2 separate regions of the Gossypium arboreum genome follow, and region 2 is linked to region 1. The links are chromatin contacts, called in public Hi-C maps. All regions are on one chromosome and are shown on one strand. The core of a region is the stretch at or near the end of the contact, and the rest is flanking DNA. Distances in the headings are between cores, read along the strand shown.

The links. A called contact is a pair of places that touch in the nucleus more often than the background predicts.
Region 2: a Hi-C map of leaf shows a contact between it and region 1, with 3 times the contacts expected there. The contact joins the promoter of LOC108489224 here to the promoter of LOC108476138 in region 1. A contact is called at or near these places in 2 of 5 Hi-C or Micro-C datasets (both in leaf).

The regions. Positions count from the first base shown.
Region 1 is chr3:23,353,159-23,358,833 of ASM2569848v2, forward strand. LOC108476138 reads right to left here and starts at 2,055. Exons shown (of 3, transcript XM_017778247.2): 1 at 1,707-2,055; 2 at 921-1,077; 3 at 397-682. The coding sequence starts at 1,709. The coding sequence ends at 636. It overlaps LOC108476137 (F-box only protein 6-like), which reads left to right. Exons shown (of 2, transcript XM_017778246.2): 2 at 1-21.
Region 2 is chr3:24,120,502-24,126,176 of ASM2569848v2, forward strand. LOC108489224 (histidine kinase 3-like) reads left to right here and starts at 3,419. Exons shown (of 11, transcript XM_017793600.2): 1 at 3,419-4,997; 2 at 5,429-5,675. The coding sequence starts at 4,509.

The sequences.
Region 1 (5,675 bases), core at 805-3,304:
ATGTTCGGTTGCTGCTAACAAGTCCCACCTAAGGCCGTATTTTCTTTTTGGTTGCATGGAAATTGGAATGGGCTTTTCCTTTATTTTCTTCTTTTTGTTTGGACTTATGGGTGAATAACACGCTTGGTTCTTAATGAGGCGTGTGAAACTACTGCCGTCTTGTTGCATCGAGATCATAGTTACACATAAATTGAGCGTTGCCTCCTCTTTTAAAAGATTCATTACCCTAAACAGGAAATTCTCTACTCAGTGCTAAATTTGATGAATGAGGTTCATATAGAAGCTAAATCTAGCGGGCTTGCACGTGAGAAAGCTCGAAAAATAAAAATCTTTACGCATCATCTGCTGAAGCTGTTGGTATAACCATTCAAATATCGAGTTACTCGGATAACTCAGTTCAACCACTAATATATCGGTATTTAGTCCATCTCATTGCATAAATGAAAAAAGTAGCAGACAAAGCACAATGAACAGACAACTAAAGGGGAGGTCTTATTCAAATTCCAAACATTTCACATCGTAAGCATATATCTCTAGTAAATATAGCATCAGTTTTTCCCTACAAAACTAACAGAAAAGCAAAGCCCAATGCATGACCAGTCTCCTCGCAATTCCTTAACATCAGAAGTGCAGACTTATGCCATACCTCCGCTGGTCGCTGTCCTGATAATCTGGAAGAGAGCTGTTAAGGTGAATGTAAATGAAGTTGATCAGTAAATCATGACAGACAGGACATGCAGAAAATCTTGATTCTAAATTGTAAATATAGATATTTTAATTTAAGCAAACATCCTTGAAGATTACAATGAAATAAACTCAACACCAAGAAAAGCTAAACATATCACACTTTCCAAACGAAGAAACCAGACAAATTATCCATACACATTGAATAAGGAAATATGATGGCAAAGAATCCTTACATGATCCAATGACGACGAATATGAAGAACCCAAGAAGCAGAGGACCGACAGGATAATCCTTCCCCTTCTTTGTGGTTGTCTCAGGCACAGCTCCTCTCTTTGTTATGTTCTTTTGGAACTTCTCCACCTTTCTTTCTGCAAGACGCCTTGATGTTGTCTGCCCAAAGCAGAAAAAGTAAGGGGATAAAGTGTAAATTTTAAAATTGGATAAATAGAAACAAAGCAATTTTTTTTTTCTTTTAGGGAATAAAAGTGTTAGGGTATCCCATGCTCGGCCTGGCCTAATTTGGCGATGGATCTTAACATTTATACAAGATTTATGAGAAATATAAACGACGTTTCGAATGAGTTTTGAACTGTGAAAATAGAATTCGAACTGTTGACCAAAAAATAAAAGACAATTCAGACTATTTGCAAACGACAGGTCAACAGTTCTAAATTAAAACAATAATGAAAAGCAATATAAAGACGAATAAATTATTCAAAAGATTTTCGAACAAATACAAGATCAAATTGTGAGGCATATATCTGCTAAATTTAGATCTATAATAGCTGAAATCTACAAACAATTTTATAAACACGCTAAAATTTAGATCCATAATCTATATTCGGAGAGGACGGAAGACGAACAAGAAGTTTATATTGGATCCACTCAGATACAAGAAGATCAAGAAAAATAATAATCAAATTAATAGGAAAAATAAATATGAAAACTGTGAAGTGAACCAATTATTAGAAAAAAAATACAAATTAACAGTTTCTTAGAAAAAGAAAATAAAAACTTACCATGATGACGGATAGATCAGGTAGCCGGAGAAGATTGAAGAGAGAAAACGCAGGAAAATTTCAGGATCTCGCTAATTCCCTGCGAAGTATTTTCTCTCTCGATCTCTCACTTTCTCGCGAAAATGTCCGGATTTGATAGAGGATGTCAACTATCCATCCGCTTTATATAGTGCTGAAGACGGGAAAATAAATGATAGTTGACGGTCACGCGTAAGTAGCGTCACCGGCTTCGCTCTCATTGGGCGCTTTTGATGGATCTCACTATACCCTTTTTTCTTATTCAAATTTTGATACTCCACTTACTTTCCTTTTATATATTTTTATTGAAAAATTGTGATTATGATCATACCATTCCAAAATTTTATTCCAAATAGCAGTTTATATAGTATATTTTAATTTTTTTATTAAGGTTTAAATATATAATTTGCACTCAAATTTTTTCACTTTTCTCAAATTAGTATTTATGATTTTTTTAGATTAGTACCCTAAATTTTGTTCCGTTAACTAAATTAGTACCTAAATCTAAATTCATTGATGTCATAATCTAAATTTTTTTTTAAAACTATTTCTTTTTTTTTTCTTTAGTTTTCTCAGTGACCTTTCTTCCACCCCAATTTCTTTTTTTTACCCCGTGATCTTTCTTTTTCCCACTATCCTTTTCTATTCTTTTTTCCACTAACACGTTTGCTTTTCAATGGCTGATTTCAATTCCTCTCCTTTACATTCTACTATTGTTGCTGCTGCTTCTTTATTCGAGGTAGAAGATACTGAGAAAATAAAGTTTCTAGACATAGAGGAAACATGTTCAAATTCGGGCTACAAAGATTCAGATTACCCAATAGACTCGAAATGAAAAACTCGTAATTGAAACTTGACTATTAATAAAGTTTTTCGATAGTTGGATTTTTTTTGTTTGTTTCCCGAGAAATTATGAGAAAGAACAAAAAATATATATATATATATATTTTTAACTTTGGTTTCTTTTTAGCTTCTAGATTCTAGGTTTATCTTTTATATTTCAAGTCTTGGGTTCATCTTTTTTTTTTTGATTTTTGCATTCAATTTTTTTCTATTTTTTTCAATTTTTGGGTAGTTAGATTTTTTTATTTCATGGGAAAATACTAGAAAGAAAAAAAAATGGTAGATGTAGACAACTCCATTGGATTTTTATTTTACTTTATAAGTTTCTAAGAATTTAAAGTTTTTATCGAAGAATTCATTTTGTAATTTGTTTGTATGTTATTGTGGCTATTTATGGTGAAGAAGGATACTATGATTTGCACAATGATTTTTAAACAAATTAGGTACTATTTATTTTGATATTATTGTTTGCTTCATGAAATTGTATCTTACATTACCCCTCTTTCTTCTCATTTTTATTATCACTACTTTTCCTTCCACACAATATTTACAAATAAAACATAATTAAGAGGTAAAGAAAAATAAACATGGTGGACATACAACAAGTAGACGAAGTGGAAGGGCCATTACCGATAGTTTCATCTGAGGCGGTTGGATCAAAACGCTAGAGATGTCCAAGCGTTCGGTTAGTGACATTGACAGTGAGCAACCTTACGTTTCTCATGTAAGAAGACCCCCTTCTTTTTCCGAGCAATAGAAACACCACTCCAACAACCTTTTTTTAAATCCCTCACTCGCCTCTCCCTATTTTAAATGTTCCAAAACTCGCATCCTTACCAATCTCACTACTGATTTCAATGCTACCAATGACACCCTTGATGACGCCCCATGAAATGACACTCCACCATGAAACAACCTCGGTCCAATTGGGTTCCCATCACAAGGTTATCTAAGATAGGTGAAAGTGTAGTTTAGCTCAGTTGGTTCAAGCCATGAGTTTTTATGGGTTAGTTTGAACAGGGGAGGGGAAGTTGTAGGGCTTGGTTGATGGTGGCTGAAAAATGGGGAGGAAAATGAAAGGGGATTAAGATATGTGATTTTTGTGATGATTAGATGGTGAGAAAATGAGTGAAAATTTTTGGGGTAAGAGTTTTTGACAAAAGAAAGAAGGGAATGTGAAATCATGAGTTTTTTATAGAGGAAAGGAAGTAGAAATGATGAAGAAAAAGAAAAATAAGAAAAGAAAAGAAAATGGAAAGAAAAAGGGGGAAAATAAAAAAAATAAAACAAAAAGAAAAAGAGGTATAAGAGGACGTCACGTGGCATTGCGCGATTGGCTAGTGTTGCCACGTAAGTAAAAAGTTAATGGCGTTAGACTTAGGTATCAATTTAGCTGACGAAAAAAAATTCGAGTTCCAATTTGGAAAAAAAACCATAAGTACTAATGCTGGAGAAGTGAACAAGTTCGAGCACTAATTTTATATTTAACCATTTTATTAAAAAATAAGTAAACTCGTCTCTTTATGTTAGATGAATGAATGAAATAGCCTCTTTGATTAAATGCTTACTTTGATGTTTTATATTTAAGGCATAATAGTAAATTTAGCCATAAATTTTACATATTTAATTTTATCTCTTTTCTTTTATTGGGAATAACTTGACTGTCCACTTTTCATTAGTGATGTGGCATATTTTTTATGTTCCATATCAATAAATAATTTAAAATTATAAAAAATAGTTAAAAATTATAAATAACTTTTAAAATATAAAAAGAAAAAATAAAGATTTATAAAAAAATTAAAAATGCAAAAGAAGTTAAAAGGTTTTTTATTAAAAAAAGTTCGAAAGGAAAATAAAAAAGAAAGTAAGAGAAGTTTTATAGTAATTTGTTGTTTTTCTTTTAATATTAGTGCAAACTGTTCTAATGCTAGCCTTAGCCCTTATTCTAGCATGTTGTTGGATTTTTAATGGTAATTTATTAATTTATTAATTTATTATGATATGGTGGTACCCCGTATACTTCACATTATTATTACTTTAGTATTGTTTGAAAGGAAAAATAAACAAAGTGAAGAAAGCTTTGTAGTTTATTTATAATCTATGACATAAATTACCTAAAAAGTCCCATTTCCAAGCATATTTACGAAAATGGGTTAATTATACAATTATTTACCGGAAAGGGCCTCTTTTTACAAAACGCACCTATGTGGCCGCGTTTAAGGGGAAAATTGCCAGTAAAGCACGCCCCTGGGGAGCGTTTTTTGCCACGTCAGCAAAATGCTTCCACGTAAGCGCGATTTGCTGACGTGGTAAAAAACGCCCCCCAGGGGCACACTTTGCTCCGTGTTTTTATATGTTAGGGATATTTGCATGTTTAGTCCCTAAAGTTTTTTAGGGTTTTTAAGGTTAGGGTTTTGCCAAAATAAGTTAGGATTTAGTGTTTAGGTTTTTGTTAAAACAAGTTAGGGTTTAGAGTTTTAGTAGATTTTAAAATTAAGATTTAGTGTTATTTTATAAATATTATTCAAATTAGAGTTTAGGGTTTTAAATAAATTAAGTAAATTAGGGTTTTAGGGTTTTAAATAAATTAAATTAGGGTTTAGGTCTTTTAAATAAATTAAGTAGATTAGGGTTTTAGGGTTTTAAATAAATTAAATTAGGGTTTAAGGTTTAAAGTTTAATTTAATTAAATTAGGTTTATTTTTTTTAAAATAACATTGTGTTTATTTTTTTAACAAAATTGACTATTTGTACCCTGAAAAAATAATTTTGAGAAGACGTTTCTGAACAAATAGTGTCAAAAACGTTTCAAGCAGGATGCACTATCAGCAAAAATACAGAAAAAGCTCCCATGTGGACGCTCTTTTTCTACAGTAGTTCCTGAAAAAATAATTTTGAGAAGATGTTTCTGAACAAATAGTGTCCAAAATGCTTCAAGCAGGATGTAATGTTAGCAAAATTTTTGAAAAAAGCTCTCACGTGGACGCTCTTTTTCTACAATAGTTCATGATTGACCTTAGGCTATAAACGAGGCAAATTTCATTCTCAGAATGCATAAGTTACAACAAGTAAAATTAGAGAGGCTAAGCAAAATAGAAATTGAAGATG
Region 2 (5,675 bases), core at 2,169-4,668, 770 kb after region 1:
ATTTATCTTCGTTCCATTATTTTCATTAATTAATAAATCATTATTTATAAGTTAAATTTTAAATTTAGTACGAGTTTTATACATTTAAATTTTCTATTAATAGATAAAAAGTAATTGAGTGGATCTTATCCAGTGTTTGAATAGAAAATTTAAAAAAATTTATATCAAGATTTTAAAATTTTAAAAATAAATTTAATTGTTTAAGTAAAATTAATTAAGAAATTGAACATTTTGATGAATTTTAATAGAGAATTTAAGTGGCATAATTTGCTTTCTCAAATTCTATTTAAATATGTGTTTTTCATTATTTTATTTTTACTCTGCATGCTCTGCTATGAAAAAAAATTTTTTTATATATTACTTACTTAATTTTAATATATATCTTAAAATTTTATTTATTAAAAATATTTATAATTTTTTACAAATCTAATCACATCCACATTAAATATTTTATATATTACTATTTTAATAATTTATAAAATTGTAATAACCCAAACAATCATTAATAAAAGAGGAAGTGAGCTGTCCAGTAATATTTGATGGCCTACTCACCACTTTAGTGACATTGCCTTGATTAAAGTCTGCCCCCGCTTTTTATTTTTTTTTAACTGCCCTTAATTACTCTTTTACTACTGCATTATCGCTCATTCATATTTCTTTTATTTACAAAAATAATCTAATTTCTTTGAAACCTTTTAGTATTTAGTATATCTTATTACCATTAAACAAAACATAAAACTCTCTCCATATTTACAAAACATTTTATTTGACAAATCATTTAATTAATTAATTTTTTTCATACTATAAACTAGGGAAAGAGATTAATAATTGACTTATCATTACCCGTCAGTTTTCCTTACAGATTATCATTGTCAAACGTGTAATTCAGTGGAGTTTCAATTTAAAATGTAGACCAATTTTTTTTAAATTTATAATTTAAAATCCAGTTTTAATTTCAAAAATTTGTTCGTTCTCATTCAACCATATGATTTATTTTAATGAAAAACGAGTTTCATTCTTACACTTACTTTTAGATTTTATTTGTTGAAAAATGTAAAATGAAGATTTTATTAATTAGAAGATTAAGGTTTATAATTCAATTAAAAAAACAATTCATTTTCTACTTGTTTAATCATTAGTTTTTAACATTTTTTTAAATCAAGATGTTGATTATTAGTAGTAGCGATTAATCTTAGTCGTAAGTGTTTTTTAAAAGGTAAAAACTGACTATGAAATGTGTTTAATTCTCATGGGTAGAGATCAAACTCTTGATCTCAAGGTTAAGGGATAAGACAAGTACCCACCACACCACATCTCATAGCAAAAAAAAAAAAAAATTACAAATTTTTATTCTCATTGAAGTTGTTGATATCAATAGTCTAATTCTAGTGTTTATATTTTTGAAATTACAAAAATATTCCTTATTTTACATTATATATGCTTATATTAAATACTTTACTAAATTAGTATCACCCTTAATTGGGTCATAACTAAATTATGAAATCATAAATATGCATCTTCTTTTAAATTATAATTAATATTAGGGTAAACTATCACATTAGTCACTTTAAATAGTAGTCATTCTAATTTTGGTCACTCCAACCTTTTCTTTCTTTTTCTAAATTTGGCCACTCCAAAAAAAGAAATTGATTAAATTAGTCACTCCACTACAAAATGATAATGAAAAAACTACTGGTGCATTTTCATGTATTGTTTGAGGCGACCAAAATAGAAATAACCTTATTTAGAAAGACTAATAGATATTTTTCCCTAATATTAGTGTGACTAACATGGAATGCATAGTTAGCATTCCATTACCATTTATTAGTACTTGATCAATTTAATCAATTTCTATTTTGGGTGGCCAAATTACAAAAAAAATTAGAATGATCAAAATAAAAATTATTCCTATTTAGAATGATTAACGGTAGCTTACCCTTAATATTATTATCATAGCTCTTTTGTTTTTTTTTTATACTTTTATATCAAATAAGAAAATTACAAATTACAATTTAAGGATCGAACACATTTGATAGTGTTAAAATACAAAATTATTACCACTCCACTTATATTCATTATTAAATAAATTTTAAAAGAATATATTTTAACATAATATATATCTTTATCTATGTATCTATTATCTCCGGCTTTAATTGAGTTGGTGCCACTCATCAATCAAATTTCAATTTAGTTCGAAATTACTAAAATACATTTCTTTTCTATAAAGTAAGTTATATTATAATGAGAGAATTTTTGTCCATTTAGAATTTTATAAATCAATTAAAATTTATACACAATAAAATTTAAACAAAAAAAACACTATAAATTTAAAATTTGCATTTCAAGTTTCAACCAAAACATCATAAACTTTTAATAAGTATATTTTGTTACATAATATTTTTTATCTATATTATGAGTGTCATATTTTAGTTATACTTAAAATTTCTAATATAATTGGTGTCACAAATTAACTGAATTGGATTTTAAATATTAGACTTTATCATTTTAATTAAATTTTCATTTAATTTTTATATAAATTTTAATAATATATTCTCATGAATGTACCATAATTTAATATATATTATTTTTCAACGTCCTTAAACATACAAATGGAAAAAAACTCAAAAAGTTATTTTTAATTTTTTAGAAAATTATATTTGTTTTATGAATAGCACATAAACTAACACATTGTTAATAAATCATAAGATGTTAATTAAAAACTATTATTTATTTATTTATTATACTTTTAAATGGTTAATTTATTTATGGATGATGCAAAATAGTATTGATTTAAATATATAAAACAAGGCAGTTTTATATCTTTTCATAATTATTCTTATGCATATTTTAATAATTTAACCAGGGGCGAAGTCAGGGGTTGGCATGCGCCCCGGCCCTCCTAAAATGTAAATTGTTCTTTTAGTCCTTAAAATGTTTTAAAAAATTTAAATTAATAAAAGTAAAATTACACTTTGACCTCCCCTAAAATTATAAAAATTTGATTTAATCCTATACAAATTATAAAGATACAAACTATAAAAAATTAAAATTTTATCCGGCCCCCCTAAATATTTATTCGCTTCATCTAATTTAACCATTGGATTTTTCAATATATTTGTTCTTGTCATATAAGTGAACTTTTGAATCGACCAATATTTTTATTATATTGATCTAAAATATTATCTATATTAATATATATTTAGTTGTTTGAAATTTTTTCATAAAATAAATAGTTAAAAATTTAATTTGTGCGAACTTAACATAGATGATTGAAGAATGAATATGACGATTGAATTGATATAATATTAATCATAAAATTGTGTAAAACTATTTTTATTTTACAACGATATAAATGATAATTAAATATAAAAATATGGTTTTCTCATTTTATGCTGGGGAGGTTCCAACTTTTATTAATTGGATTAGTTAATAAATTAAAAGGGGAAAAAAGAAAGAATAAGATAAGGTTGCATTAGTGCAACATTGATAGTAGTAGAAAATGAAATGTTAAATTAAATACATTTGTAAGCATTGAATTTAAATTTATATTATTTTTGTTGAGAAAATAGTAGTAGTATTATTAAATTAGGGGGGGTTGGGGTGTCGTGAATGGTATGGGTAGAGATAATGGCCTATGCTAGCAGACATTTCTACAACCATATTCTTCTCATCTTCCTTTCATAGATTCTCTCAATCGTAGATGTCCATTAGTCCTACTCTTCTTATGTTCTTCTTTTCCCTCTTCAACTACAGCAGCAAAGTGTCATCTTTAGTAAATAATAAGATTACTTTGTACTAAAAATCAGCTCGAAAATTCTGTTGATAGATCTCAACAGGGTGTTGTTACAGGTGAAGTTTGGGTCTGGGGGTTTTAAACAATAAAACCCACATGTTTAATTGCTGTCTTGGTGCTTGATTTTAGGAATTTAAGGATTTCCTGTCAGATTCTTTTGGCTTGAGGGAAGATTATGTTAGCTAAGTTTTTATTGATTTGATATCCAGTTTTGGAACCCTTTTGGTTTTCTGGACATTTTGGCCTAGTCTTTTTCTTGTTCTGGGATTTGGGTGGTGGTTAGAAAATTGAAACTCAGAATCTAGAGGGATTCTTTCATTCTCTCTATTTCTCTTTTTCTTTTATGGTAATTTTGAAAAATTTCCATGGTCTTCCTCAATTCAAGGTCCTATATCTTGCATTTCTCAGTTATTAGAGGGTGTAGTGCTGGATAAGATGGCATCTTTTGTTTTTTTTCTTTCCCGCACGGTTACAACACCTTCTGTCTTGTAGTCAATTTGGAGTTTGCTGGGTTTTTTTTAAAATATTTTATTCTCTTATCCCAAGGTTCTTGAGGTTTTCTGGTGATGTTGGATTTTACTAGACAGTTTTCTATAGATTTGACAATGGGTCTCTCTCTTTTCTAGCTGGAATAAACAAGCAGGTAAGACCCACTTTCAGGCTAAGGGGGGTTACTGTTTGCTTAGTTAGCTGGTAATTGGTCACTGTTTCTTGGATGAGTTTGCTTCATGTATTTGGGTTTGGTTTAAAGGTGGGGCATCTGGTTTGGATGTTATGTTGCTGGATAGCATCTATGATTTCAATGAACTGGTCCATTAATGGTGAATTTAAGGACCCCAAGGCTGGTCTCCTTGGTGATAGTGGTAGCAAGATGTGGTTCAAATGTTGGGATGAAATCTCAAAGTATAGCTTCAAGATCCACCATCAGTACTACCAGTATATTGGTTCCAAGAGAGTTGGCAAGTCTTGGTGGAGAAAGCTCTTGTTTTCATGGGTAATTGGTTGGACCTTGGCTTCTATTTGGATCTTCTGTTGTATGAGCTCTCAAGCTACCGAAAAGCGCAAGGAGATGCTCGCTAGCATGTGTGATGAGAGAGCTAGGATGTTGCAGGATCAATTTAATGTCAGCATGAACCATATCCAAGCTCTCTCTATTTTGATCTCAACTTTCCACCATGGGAAATACCCATCTGCTATTGATCAGGTAATCCATATCCTCTTCTTCCAACTTTTTCTTAGCATTTTTTTTGTGCTTGATTGCGAATTGTTTAGTGTCTTCTTTGCCTTGTGCTCAAATCAAACTGTGAAATCTTGTTGCTCTTTTTTTGTTCCTTTTTTTTTTTTTTTAAATTTACTATGAAATTCAATCTAATTGCCAATTAAATTGATCTAGGTTAATCTTGGCTTCTCATTTGATGTGATTGATTGCCTGTGATTATACATTTTCAACTATAATGGTTGCTCCTGAATTTTAGATCAAATAGGAATTTTGGCAACTTGATACATGTTCCTCCTTCATTATGTTAAGCGTGGTTATTTAACATTACACCAAAGAGATATATGTGTGTTCTAAGTTATGAATTATGATCACTTGTGTTTTATTCAACAAAGGAAACTCACTCTAAGAACCTGTAGAGGACTTTTGCGAGGTACACAGAACGAACTGCTTTTGAGAGGCCCCTCACAAGTGGGGTGGCATATGCTGTAAGGGTGCTCCACTCTGAAAGGGAACAATTTGAGAGGCAACAGGGCTGGACTATTAAGAGGATGGATACCCTTGAACAAAATCCAGTTCATAAGGATGACTATCATCCCGACTTCTTGGAACCGTCGCCAATTCAGGAAGAATATGCTCCTGTTATCTTTGCCCAGGATAGCGTTT